2 separate regions of the Delphinus delphis genome follow, and region 2 is linked to region 1. Evidence: chromatin contacts called from public Hi-C data. All regions are on one chromosome and are shown on one strand. The core of a region is the stretch at or near the end of the contact, and the rest is flanking DNA. Distances in the headings are between cores, read along the strand shown.

Region 1 (5,989 bases), core at 2,039-4,538:
AGCCATTAACGGAATATCAACTGAAAATATAATTGAAATGAATACCTTTTAATGAAATTTCTGATAGTGCTCCATGATATAGGTGCCATGCATGGGTTTGTACCTATAAAGACACAATACTCACTTATTGTGAGATAAATAACAAAACTAGTATCACAAATACCTCAATATTTTAATCATACTAGTATAAACATATGGCTCATAAACTTTTCATGTAAGAGGTAAGAAACCTTGGATACCAAATGAGCAAAACAAAATTTTATTCAGAGATTCCTTTAGAAGAGGGCGTATCTTAAAGTTTGTGCAGATCATAAGGAATTGCCTTATTGCTTTTTCCAACTAATTTATTTAGAAAGAAAATTATAGTTTCTGATGAGGTTTAGTAGATGAATGAATTCTGATAATTGCTTTTTGTTTAAAAACCTAGGTATCAGAGCCAATACAGAATTTTAAACACTTTATGGAAGTTAAGAATCTGAGTTAAGGAAAGTGCATCTAGTCTTAACATTATAGAAATATACCTCAATTTCTATACCTCATTAAAGAAATATACTTCAACAATGGGTATAATAGACTAAACATAACAGGCAAATAGCAGAAGGCAAATAAAACTTCAATTTAAAAAGGAGATAAATATAAGCAATATTAACCTAGGAACCAAGTTTGGTTTTAAATATTTCGTTCGTAAGTATCTACTAATGTAAATGATTATGGAAAAGCAAATCCAAAAATTTGGTGCCCAGGATGAGGAATAAAGAAAATTATAAGAAGATATATTACCCATACAGGAAGAAAATATAGTTTCCCATTATAGTAGGGTTAGAGGTTACATCATAAAATACTTTACTTGAGTTTTTTGTGGTTTGCCTCAGATGATTAGTTCAGAGAAACAGATGAGCCATTACTGAGTTAGCTGCTGTTGTTATGTGAGGAAGTATACTGGGACCACAGGCTTTTGTTTTATTCTACAGGTACTAGGTGTACTTTTACAAAGAATATTTTGAGAATGTGGAATCAGATTTAAAGGATAACATTATTTTAAGATTGAAATTGTACTTTTCTATGAAGTTATTCTATAAATCCCATGAACTTTTTTTTTTTTTAACATTACCATGTGTTGTTAAAAACTTGCTCGAACTTTAACGATTCTGGCACTTTTTAAGTTGTATCCATTCTGAGTTATGAGAATTAGCATAATCAGCCAATCATACACATACATATAGCACAAAGGACAAATATAACTTGCTCACTGCTGTATTTCCTGTATCTAGTAAATATTCCCTGGCTCACAGTAAATGTTCCATAAATATTTACTGAATGAATAATTAATTGTATCTCTGAACTATTTTGTAATGTCTGTTATTCTTATCACCTAATATTTTTTAGAAATATATTAAATATTATACTTCTGATATATAACATAAGAAAAAGTTCTATATCTGGTACATGAGTTAAAATTAGAATGACCTATTTAGCTCATTATGTTTTTTCTTACAGTTTTCATAACATTTAATATGTTAAATATCAGTTTTAAATAATTTGACTTATATTTTGTCAACATTTATATGTACATCTTTAATAAAATTTCTTCTTCAGATACTATTATTTATATATAGGCCTGTTCTTAAGATATAGTGTATTTTCTCTATTTTTCTAAATTTCAAAAATGTATTACAAATGATGAACTTTTTTGTTTTGTTTTGGAAACACTAAGCGTTTACCTACATTTCTTCTATTAAGTGTTACAGGATAGGGTAAAGTACCCATCTTTCTTTACATATAAATTAATTCCATCACAAGAACTAAGCTCCAATGCATTAAAAATAAAATGAATGTATTTTAAAATAATTTATTTCATTAAGGTTCGACTGCAGTGTTTAGCAAGGGAAATTTCACATTAATTTTAACTAAAAATTACTCTTCATTAAGAGTGTGAACCTGATCAGGAATTGGATGTTGAACTGGTATCCCTTGTAAAGGGGTAAAGATAAGATATACAGTAGAGATACACAAAACAATATAGATTTGTTTGAACACGGTTTTAGTTTTAAAAATATTAGTGGTATTTTAAGAACATCATTATTATATGTTTGGAAATTTATTATTACCATACCCTCCAAAAGAAGTTGCATTTTATAAGTATGTAATCTTGTAGTCACCTTTTTAAAATGCACTAATATAACTAAATTCTCATTTTTTGGTCTCTTTAGTGTACATTTTTCCCCTATCTTACACTTCTAGATTTGCATTACTGTAGCCATCTCACTTCGCTTTTAGAATGTTTGAATATATTTGCTGATATATGCTTGCATTGTAGTATATCTATTATAATTCTTAAATAGATTTCTAGCAATTAATTTGCAATAGAAAAAGCAGCCATGCCACCAATTTTTTTTTTCTTTATGAGAACACTTGGAATGCTTTTAGAACTTAAACCATTATCTTTTGGTGACTGACTAGGAGAACTTGGGTTCCTTCATCTTTTAGCATTTTATATAACTGCATTTCCCAGATCCCCACATTATATTGCTAATTCCTGATAAACAGTCATTTTGTACCTGTAAGGTATTTATCAAAGTCATGAATTCGCCTTGTAACTATGCTTGTCATTTAAACAATCTATCTATATTCCTATTTCATGCTAAACTTTTTTGGCCTAAAATCAATATTGGACTAAAAAGGATACATAGGGGGTAGGGCAACAGCGGAAGATTTCACAGCTCAAAACTGCTCAATATCCAGCTAATTATTCAGATAGGCCTGATCCATTTTCTATTTGTATGTGAGTGAGCTCCCATCTTCCTGCCACTTAAGTGGCCTTAATAAAAAATTGACAAATTTTCAAGAGTAAATTTGGAGTACAGAGCCAGATCAGAGAAATCCTCAATTGAAAGGACTCCACTGTCACATGGTGTTAGAGATCATTTGGTGCCTGACTAGAACTTGGGTTCCCTCAAACTGCGATTTCCTGATCCTCACATTATATTGCTAATTCCTGATTAACAACCGTTTGTACTCCTACACAGCAAGTTGCGGGTAGCATAGGTGTTCCCTCTTCGAATACAACCCAACCTAGGCTTTTGACCCTGTCTGTGATGCACTTTCAGTTGTCACTGGGCCCAGTGTGGTGTGTAAACGGGCAGCCGACTTGGTGGCACTTCCACTGGGTGAACTTTGGGTAGAGTCCAGGATGTGAACTTAATGGGTGTAAAGGCTTCGGCACTACAGTGAAGTTCGCGCGGCCAACTGCAGGAAGCCATGCTTCATTGCACCCTTCATGGAAGTTGGCCGACTTGCCCAACCCTTGTTACCCACGGGCCAGTTGTTGAGGAAAAGGCCTGCAGGTAGGTTCTCAGATGCCCGCTGGGAGTCCCCTCCACCTACTCAGACAAAACTCGTCCTCCCTGCCGGTCCTCGGAATCCTCCCTTCCCACCCTCCCTCCCGCCGAGGCCTCTTCGCGACGTGCACACGCAGCCCGCGCGGCCGGCACTGCAGAAGACGGCCGCAACGTCCCCGCTCCCGCGTGCGCGCCCCCGCGCCCTCCAGTTGGCTTGTTCCGGCCTCGGCGCGCCACGGGCTCCCCTCGCCCCCTCCCCCTCAGCACACCTCGGCGGCTGCGAGCGGCGCGGGGGAGGGGAAGGGGCCGGGAGGCAGGCCCGGGCTGCGGGCCGGACGCGGCGACGCGCACGCAGGCCTCGCCTCTCCCGGGCCTTTTCCCTCACGCCGGTCGCCGGGCGGGCGCGCACGCCGAGTGACGCTCGGAGGAGGAAGCGCAACCCCCTTCCCCTCCCTCGCTGCCCCTGGCCCAGCGGGAGCCCCCCCAGTGCGCCTGTGCGGAGGCCTACTTGATTATGTGTGCCCTCTCCGGGCTCCAGCGTTAGCCGCCGGGTGGAGGTGGGGAGGGAAGAAGACGAGGAGGAGGAGGCGGAGGAGGCGGTGGAGGGGAGGTGGGGGGAGTCAGCAAGGACATGGCTCCTGACTCCTGTGCGGAACGTGAGTGACTGAGCGGCAAAGCCCGAGTGAGCGAGCGGCCGAGCGGCGGGCGGGGGCCGGGGCGCCGGGAAGGGAGCGGGGGCGCGGGGGACTGGGCGGGGGGAAGCACTCATTGGCTTGCATGTGTTTTTTAATGGTCCCCCCCAACTCCCTCTTAGATGGTCTCTAGCGACCGGCCCGTGTCACTGGAGGACGAGGTCTCCCATAGTATGAAGGAGATGATTGGAGGCTGTTGCGTTTGCTCAGACGAGAGAGGCTGGGCCGAGAACCCGCTGGTTTATTGCGACGGGCACGGCTGCAGCGTCGCGGTGCATCAAGGTAAACACCCAACCGCCCTCCGGGCCGAACCCGGCCTCTCCCAACCGTCACCACTTCCCCCACCTTGGCAGCAACTGCCAGTTCCCCTCCCGCCCCTCCCCCCGCCCCGCCCCCGCCCCCGCCCCGTTCTGCGGCCGGGGATTGACTCGGAGGGTCGGCGGCGGGGCGGAAGGGGTGTGGGCTGCGCATGTGGGAGAAAGTGTGTGTGGCCTGGACTGTCATGTGATGCTGCGTTCACTCTCAAGTGTCATTCGGCCGCCGCCTGCGCCCGGAGCCGCGGGTCTGCGGACTCTCGGAGGCGGGGGTCGGCGGCGAGGGGGTGTCGGGGCCCGGGCGCGCGCCCCTCGGCCGTGGCCCCGCGGCTGTGGGTTCGGGTTGGGGAGTGGGGAGCCCCCTCCCCCTCCCGCCGCGCCGTCTGCCGCAGTGTCTGGAGACTTCCTGTACCATGGAGTCGGGCTCGGGAGCGCGGCGCGCGGCGCCGGGGCGGATCCGGAGCTCGGGGGTCTGCCCTGCCGCTTTAGATTTGGGGGGGGAGGGCGCCGGCTGCCGCACCCCAAGCTTTCTGGCCGAGACCTTGCTGCCGCTCCTGCGGACTGGAGCTTCCCGCGGAGAAGAGGCGGAAGGCCGTCGCCGCAGTCGCGCCGCCGCGGGCGCGGCTGGGCTGAGCTGCTCGGGGTGGTGGATGAGGCTGTTGAGTGGCCTCATCGGGCCCCTTCCTCAGCTTCAGTGACTGGACAGAAGAGGAGGTGGTGGCGCCGCCAGTGACTCGGGGAGCATCTTAGTTTGTGACTGGGTGTTTCCATTGGGTGAGTTTTGGGGATATACAGAAAAGCCGAGGACACTAGTTAAGGTAGTTTTCTGGCCGTTTGAAGGTTCTGACTTTTTTCATTTCACGTGGTAAGGAATTGAGGCTGAAAATTTGGGGGCCGAAAAACAGGTCACTTTTTTTGGTGGCTGTTGTACTCCCCTTGTTGTGCACCAACCCGGCCCCCCTTCCCGTTTCTAAATCTGGCGTTGAGTGAGGCAGAGATTCAGTAGTGTATCGGGCGCTACTAAACGAGAGAAAGCCTGAGCGTAAGGGACTAAACTGTATTCTTTATAGAACGGAATCTCAGAACTGGGAAGGCGGACTTAGGAGATAGTGAGTAACCGAACTTGAGCATGCATGTATCCCCAGTTCTTTTAAAGAAGGGCGGAGTTGCACACCTTACTCTTCTAAGGAGTGAAAACCATGTGTATTAAAACTAGGTACTGATTGTAAGGTCTCAGAACTGGTATAGTGTATTTCCGTTATAGTGTTCATTGGCACTTGTAGAGAGGTATTTCTTATGAATTGGATGATAAATGATGCTAAGTAGTCTCATCTCCCAATTTAGAAGGTGTTCATTTAAGTGTTAAAATTTCTTTTTTAGAAGTATTTCTGAATTAAAATATAAGTTTTTGGGCTGTGATGCTGTATTTCTTGGCTGATAGAATATTTTTACTCCGATACATTTTAAAAGGGATTAGAAGTTTAGCTTTTGGAGTTTTAAAAATTTGTGCTGATTTTATATTCTTTAAGTGCTTTCCAATATTTGATATATTTTCAAATTACCTCTGAGCAAGCTCATTCAAGAGAATGTCAGTTGGATATTAGTGTTTTAAGGTTTTTGGAAAATGTTAAGTTTTGAGTTAGGT
Region 2 (5,505 bases), core at 2,431-4,930, 680 kb after region 1:
TGTTTTTTAAAAAATAAGAGTATTAAGGTAAAGTAAAAGAAGGTAATTTGACCAGGTAATTGCATAATTATTGATGTGTGATCTTTATTGTTTTGCCATTGACCATGTTGCACATCTCATTTACTTATAATTTCCAGTCCTTATAGTTGAATTCTTCTTGTTATCTTGTTAGAGAGGGTTCTTTACCCAAATTAAAATCCCTTTTTAGAAACAGGACTATAAAGAATTTATTGTCACAGGCATCACTGGCAATTAATTTATTTTAGATCACCCAGACTTGAAACATATCGATCCAGTGGTTTTAAAACATTGTCATGCAGCAGCTGCAACTTACATACTGGAGGCTGGAAAGCAAAGAGCTGACAAATCAACTCTAAGGTACAGGATTTATTTAAATATCCATTTGTTTTCAAATAGTACCTTTATGATTCCAATTTCAGTTTTTAAAATGGAGACTAAACTTAGGCTTTTTTTTTTCTTTAGCACTTATCTAGAAGACTGTAAATTTGACAGCGAGAGAATAGAATTGTTTTGCACGGAATATCAGGTTACTTACTTAAATTTTTAAAAATTAACAATTACTATTTTTCTTCTACTCTGTTTGCAAAGACATATTTTCTTTCTTTTTTTTCCTCCCAGAATAATAGGAATTCCCTAGAAATCCTACTGGGAAGGTAGGTCCTGTATAAGGTGTCAAGCTGAGCTACTTTTTACTTGCAGGTATGAATGGAGAGTGTTGGTGTGAAACAAAACAGGACAAAAAAACGGGATCTAGACCAAAAGAAAAGGGGCTAAAGGGCAAGTGAAACAATTGCAGTTAAGCTAATGTTTTTAAAGATAAAGCTTATGGAGATAATTTTTAAAATGCTCTTTACTCTTCAGAACTTGAAAATAAAGTTTAACAATGTTTTAAATTCAGAATGGATTAAAATAGTGTGTGTGGTGGGGAGGTGATAGACACCATTGTTGGTGAAGATAAATACTAAAAGTTTTCCTGTAGCTATTATGTACAAAATTATCATTGTATCTTTCAGTATAGGCAGATCTTTCCCTCATATAACTGATGTTTCTTGGCATTTGGAATATCAGATAAAGGTAAAGTTTAACAAACTGTTTTCTAGGGGAACTTAGGGAACTTTTTAAAAAAAATAAGAGTTAAAGACTGAAATCAATGTGTTGTGTTGTTTTAGACCAATCAACTTGATAAGATGTACAGACCTGCATATTTGGTGACCTTAAATGTAGAGGTATTTATACATAAGCCCTGTCTAAAAATTAAATGTGTAATGAAATTTAAAATTTCCTTGATTTAAATAAACAGCATTTTTTTCTTCCCTAGAACACTGATTCCCGATCCCACCCAGAGATTAGTTTTAGTTGCAACATGGAACAATTACAGGTACAGTATTAGGATCTGTGAATATGCCTACCTTTTTACAGATTTTTAATTGAGAATTATGCCTATGTAAAGTTCAAAAGAAAATTAACCATCTGTCAGTAGATAATGAAGGTTGGTTAAGGATTTAATGGTGAGGGGGCTTCAAAAGCAATATTTTAAGGTAGGCTTCGCTTTTGAAATTACGATGTTACTAACAGAATTGGTCTGCATTTGCTGTTCCCTCCAATTAAAATAAACTTGTGTAGTGTTGAGTGTAAATTCCTTCTATTTGTGATAAGTGTGAGCCAATAGGACAAAGCAAAAGGAAGAGCTTGGCTTTGAAAATGTCTTCTTTGCTTTCAGAAATTGAATTAAACTCTCAAAACATGATTTTTAAACAGTAGTTGTAAATGACTTTTTATAAAGGAGCAAGTATAAAAAATTCTTCAACTGTTTATATTGCCAGTGTAAGACTGGGGAAATTAAAAATTACATTGATTAATGGACATGACAACGAATTTATTTCTTACCACTTAAAAAAATGAAGGTCATTGCTTGAAATTTTGATGAGATTGAATTTTTCAAAAGGGATCTCCTGCAGAGTCGTTTTAATGTAACCATTAATCAAACTTTAAACTTTCAAAAGATGTGAATACAGCATAATCTTTGTTAGATAACTTGAGAAATTTTAATTTTGATATACTTCGCCTGTTCAGAGGATTCAATTAGAAACTATATCTCACATCTGAGGGCAAGCAGCCCATTTGAAGATGAGATATTTTAGAGGAAAACTTTCTATTGACCTTCTTTTAATTTTTTACATCTTTTATATTTTAGAAGAAAACCTTCTTTTGATAGTGGTTTGTCAAAGGTTTAAAATCTTTGTGAATTTTAAGCTTGTTTAGAAAGTGTCCCCCGACTCTTTTCTTGCATCTTTCTCAAAGTTGGATACTTCTTTCTTGTGTTTTTATCCTATAAACGATTCATCATACACATCTTCAGGACTTAGTAGGGAAACTTAAAGATGCTTCGAAAAGCCTGGAAAGAGCAACTCAGTTGTAATTTGGGGAAGTTAACGATCTGCCCCGGTCTAGAGGAAGACCAGGAACGCCTTGCCTCCGCCGAACCATCGTTTCTGCGAGCTGGATGTCTTCCTTTTCAGGAGAACAAATTTTTTCTTTTGGATTTGTGTCACTCATCAATTTTGACACTTTTTCTTTTACACTTGTGAAAGGGTTAAGAGGGAAAGTCTGCCTAAGTATTTGAATCATCTTTAGTATTATCCGTACACTGATCATATTTGATCTTTTCCAAGTCTTCCAAAAGGAAGCAGACAGTATTATATTCTGAATAAATAAGTTGTTCCCACTAAAGAGTGCTGAGAGTTTGTTTGGATTTGAGTTTGTTAATTATTACTTTGAAAACGCAGACACGATTGGCGTTAACTTTTAACGATCGCCTCTTCTCAGGATTAAAGTTAAGCGTAGTGGGAAAGGATGCGATCTTCGGGGTTGCCTTAAGACCCCAGCTTCGGGACGTGGGGAAAGGGCGCGGTCGCCCCGCGCCGGGAGCTGGCCCGTCCCGTTACCTGTGCCCGAGGGCTCGCCCGCAGCCCGACCCTCGCCCGTGGGGCTCCGGAGGCCCGGCCCGGCCGGCCCCGCGCGGAGCCCCTGCCCGGAGCGAGCGGCTGCCCGCGCGCGCCCCGCCTCGGCCACTGGCGGGCGGGGAAGGGGGCCGGCGCGGCCGCGGGAAGACTGGGGCGGGCGCTGTTGTTTCCGCGAGCCCAACTCGGTCGCAGGTTCCGCGCCGCGGCGCCGGAGTCTGGGCCGCAGCCCGTGGGGCCGAGCGGGGGGCGGCGGCCGGGCGATCTCCTCGGCTGGAGCCCGCGGACGTGTGCACCGCGGGCGGAGGCGGGCGGCGGCAAGAAAGAAATAACGGGGGGTGGGGTGGGCTGAACTGCTTGCGGGGCCGGAGCGATGCCCGCGCCGAGAGCAGGGTGGCGCGTGTGGCGCTGTGGAGAAATGTCTCCGCAGCCGCGCCAGCGCCGCCGCCGCGCCGAGCGAGGGGGAGGGGGCCGGGTCGCGCTGCTCCGAGGGGAGGGGGCGGCCGCGGGCCCGACTACACCGACACTAATTCCCAGGCCGCCCTTAAGGAATGAGGGGAGCACGTGACCCGGTGGGGGGGCGGCGGGGGGAGGGGGCGGGCGGACTCTGAGCCATTTTGGAGCCGGTGTCAGTTTCCACTCTGCCTTCAGCGGTGCTTTTTTTTTTCCACCCTCCCCTCCCCCTCCTCAGCCTTCCTCCCCTCCCCCCGCCTCTCCGCACGCACACACACGGCGCCCCCCACCCCCCTCCTCCCCCCACGGCAACTATGAAATAATAATCGTAGTATTAAAGGCAGAGATCGGGGCGAGACAATGGGGATGTTGGCGAGGGAGCCCCGATCCGGATTAGAAACACCTCCCAGCCCCGCAGAATAATACTGATCGCGCCCCCTCCGCGCGCTCCCTCCCCCGAGTGCGGAGCGGGAGGAGGCGGCGGCGGCCGAGGAGGAGGAGGAGGCCCAGGAGGAGGAGGCGTTGGAGGCCGAGGAGGAGGAGGAGGAGGCCGCGGAGGAGGAGGCCGAGGCGGAGGAGGAGGAGGAGGCCGGGCTCGGGAGGCAGCATGAGCCGAGCGCGGCGGCCGCGGCTCCTCTCGGCTGCGCTCGTTGCCCATTGACAGCAGCGTCTGCAGCTCGCTTCAAGATGGCCGCTTGGCTCACATTCATTTTCTGCTGAACGACTTTTAACTTTCATTGTCTTTTCCGCCCGCTGCGATCGCTTCTCACCGGCTGCTTTTTCCGGGTACGTAGGAGGCGAGGCGCCTCCGGGACGGGGCCTGGGGGCGGCGGGGGTCGCGCCGGGCTCGGACCGGCCGCCGGTGGACTGGGAGCGGCCCCCCCGCGCCTCGCCCGCGCCGGCCGGGAGGGCGCTGACAGCGTGGGCGCCGAGCCCCGCGCCGCCGCCGCCCGCCGCCCGCCGGCCCCGCGCGCCGCCCGGCCCCGCGCGCCGCCCGCGCCCGCGAGCGCGCGCCCGCCGCCGCCCGCCGACTCCCGCGGCGCCGGGACCGACCCGCAGCCCGCGCCGCCGCCGCCAGCCGGCCTCGGCGCCGCTCCAGCCGCCGCCCGCTCCAGCCCGGACGCGCCGCGCGCGGCCCCACGTTTTAGTTCCTTTCTCCCCCGAGCGCCCCTCTACACCCTCGCGACGCACATGGCCCCCGAGAAGAACACTTCTATTTGCAGCTTCTGCGGCTCTCCCGGCCACGGCGCCTTTTGTTGAGAGGTAGATTTTGATGAAACGGGGACGGGTGCCTGAAATCGGGAGCTGCTTGGGTCAAGTGGCTTCCCTCCTCTCCCGAAGAAAGGGCTTTGGAGGGGTTTAAACAGCCAGAGAACGCCCCCATTTTATAGGGACGGGTTGCGTGGGGGGCAGCGATCCCGCCAAGGTGGATGTTAGGCTGGTGAGAGCCCGAACAAAAATGTTATTAACTTAAGTTGGAGGGACACTTGTGAGAAATTGGATGGCTTGTAAGATGGCGGTTCCCAGTTGTTTCCAAGGTCTCCTGCGTTTGTGTTTAAAATGGTAAAGTTTTCAAGGTGTTATTTGTTGGGAGTCTTGGATAAGTTCTTCAAACATTACTTGGGACGTGCTCACTGGGAAGTGGGCATTTCAAATTTGGAGCTTTTTTTGGAGTGATGATGGTGAGTGGACGTTAGTCTTGCAAGAGGTTTCCTCTCTTTCTTTCTTTTTTCCTCTTTTTGTTTTTTTCTCTCTCAGAGACTACAGTTTTTCTCTCAACCTCTAGTATGGGATGCACTTAGAATCATGACTCAAGTCCACAACGTTTTACAGGTTTGGTAAATGTCAGCTTAGGTCATGTGGTGAGGAGATGCTTTGGAAAACGAGCACTAAAAAGTTGATGGCATATGTTTACGCAGTCTTTTGGGTTTGACAGCCGTATAGCATGATCTTTTTCCCAAAGATTTACAGTTAATAATTGGAAGTAAACAAGTATAGAGACTTTGATCATTCCCAATTGCAATAAAAGGATTTAGTGGGCTTAGTGGTCACGGTTCAGTATTTGAAATAC

Evidence for each region. A called contact is a pair of places that touch in the nucleus more often than the background predicts.
Region 2: a Hi-C map of lung shows a contact between it and region 1, with 4 times the contacts expected there. The contact joins the promoter of BMI1 here to the promoter of MLLT10 in region 1. A contact is called at or near these places in 2 of 3 Hi-C or Micro-C datasets (lung and muscle).

The regions. Positions count from the first base shown.
Region 1 is chr2:164,559,400-164,565,388 of mDelDel1.2, forward strand. It overlaps MLLT10 (MLLT10 histone lysine methyltransferase DOT1L cofactor), which reads left to right and starts at 3,289. Exons shown (of 23, transcript XM_060006191.1): 1 at 3,289-3,344; 2 at 4,153-4,312. The coding sequence starts at 4,153.
Region 2 is chr2:165,241,259-165,246,763 of mDelDel1.2, forward strand. BMI1 (BMI1 proto-oncogene, polycomb ring finger) reads left to right here and starts at 3,681. Exons shown (of 11, transcript XM_060006202.2): 1 at 3,681-4,220. COMMD3 (COMM domain containing 3) reads left to right here. Exons shown (of 8, transcript XM_060006208.2): 2 at 267-378; 3 at 484-547; 4 at 640-674; 5 at 1,035-1,095; 6 at 1,191-1,247; 7 at 1,340-1,399; 8 at 2,381-2,741. The coding sequence ends at 2,440. LOC138413976 (brain acid soluble protein 1-like) reads left to right here and starts at 3,795. Exons shown (of 3, transcript XM_069540367.1): 1 at 3,795-3,802; 2 at 3,896-4,132; 3 at 4,229-4,694. The coding sequence starts at 3,795. The coding sequence ends at 4,694.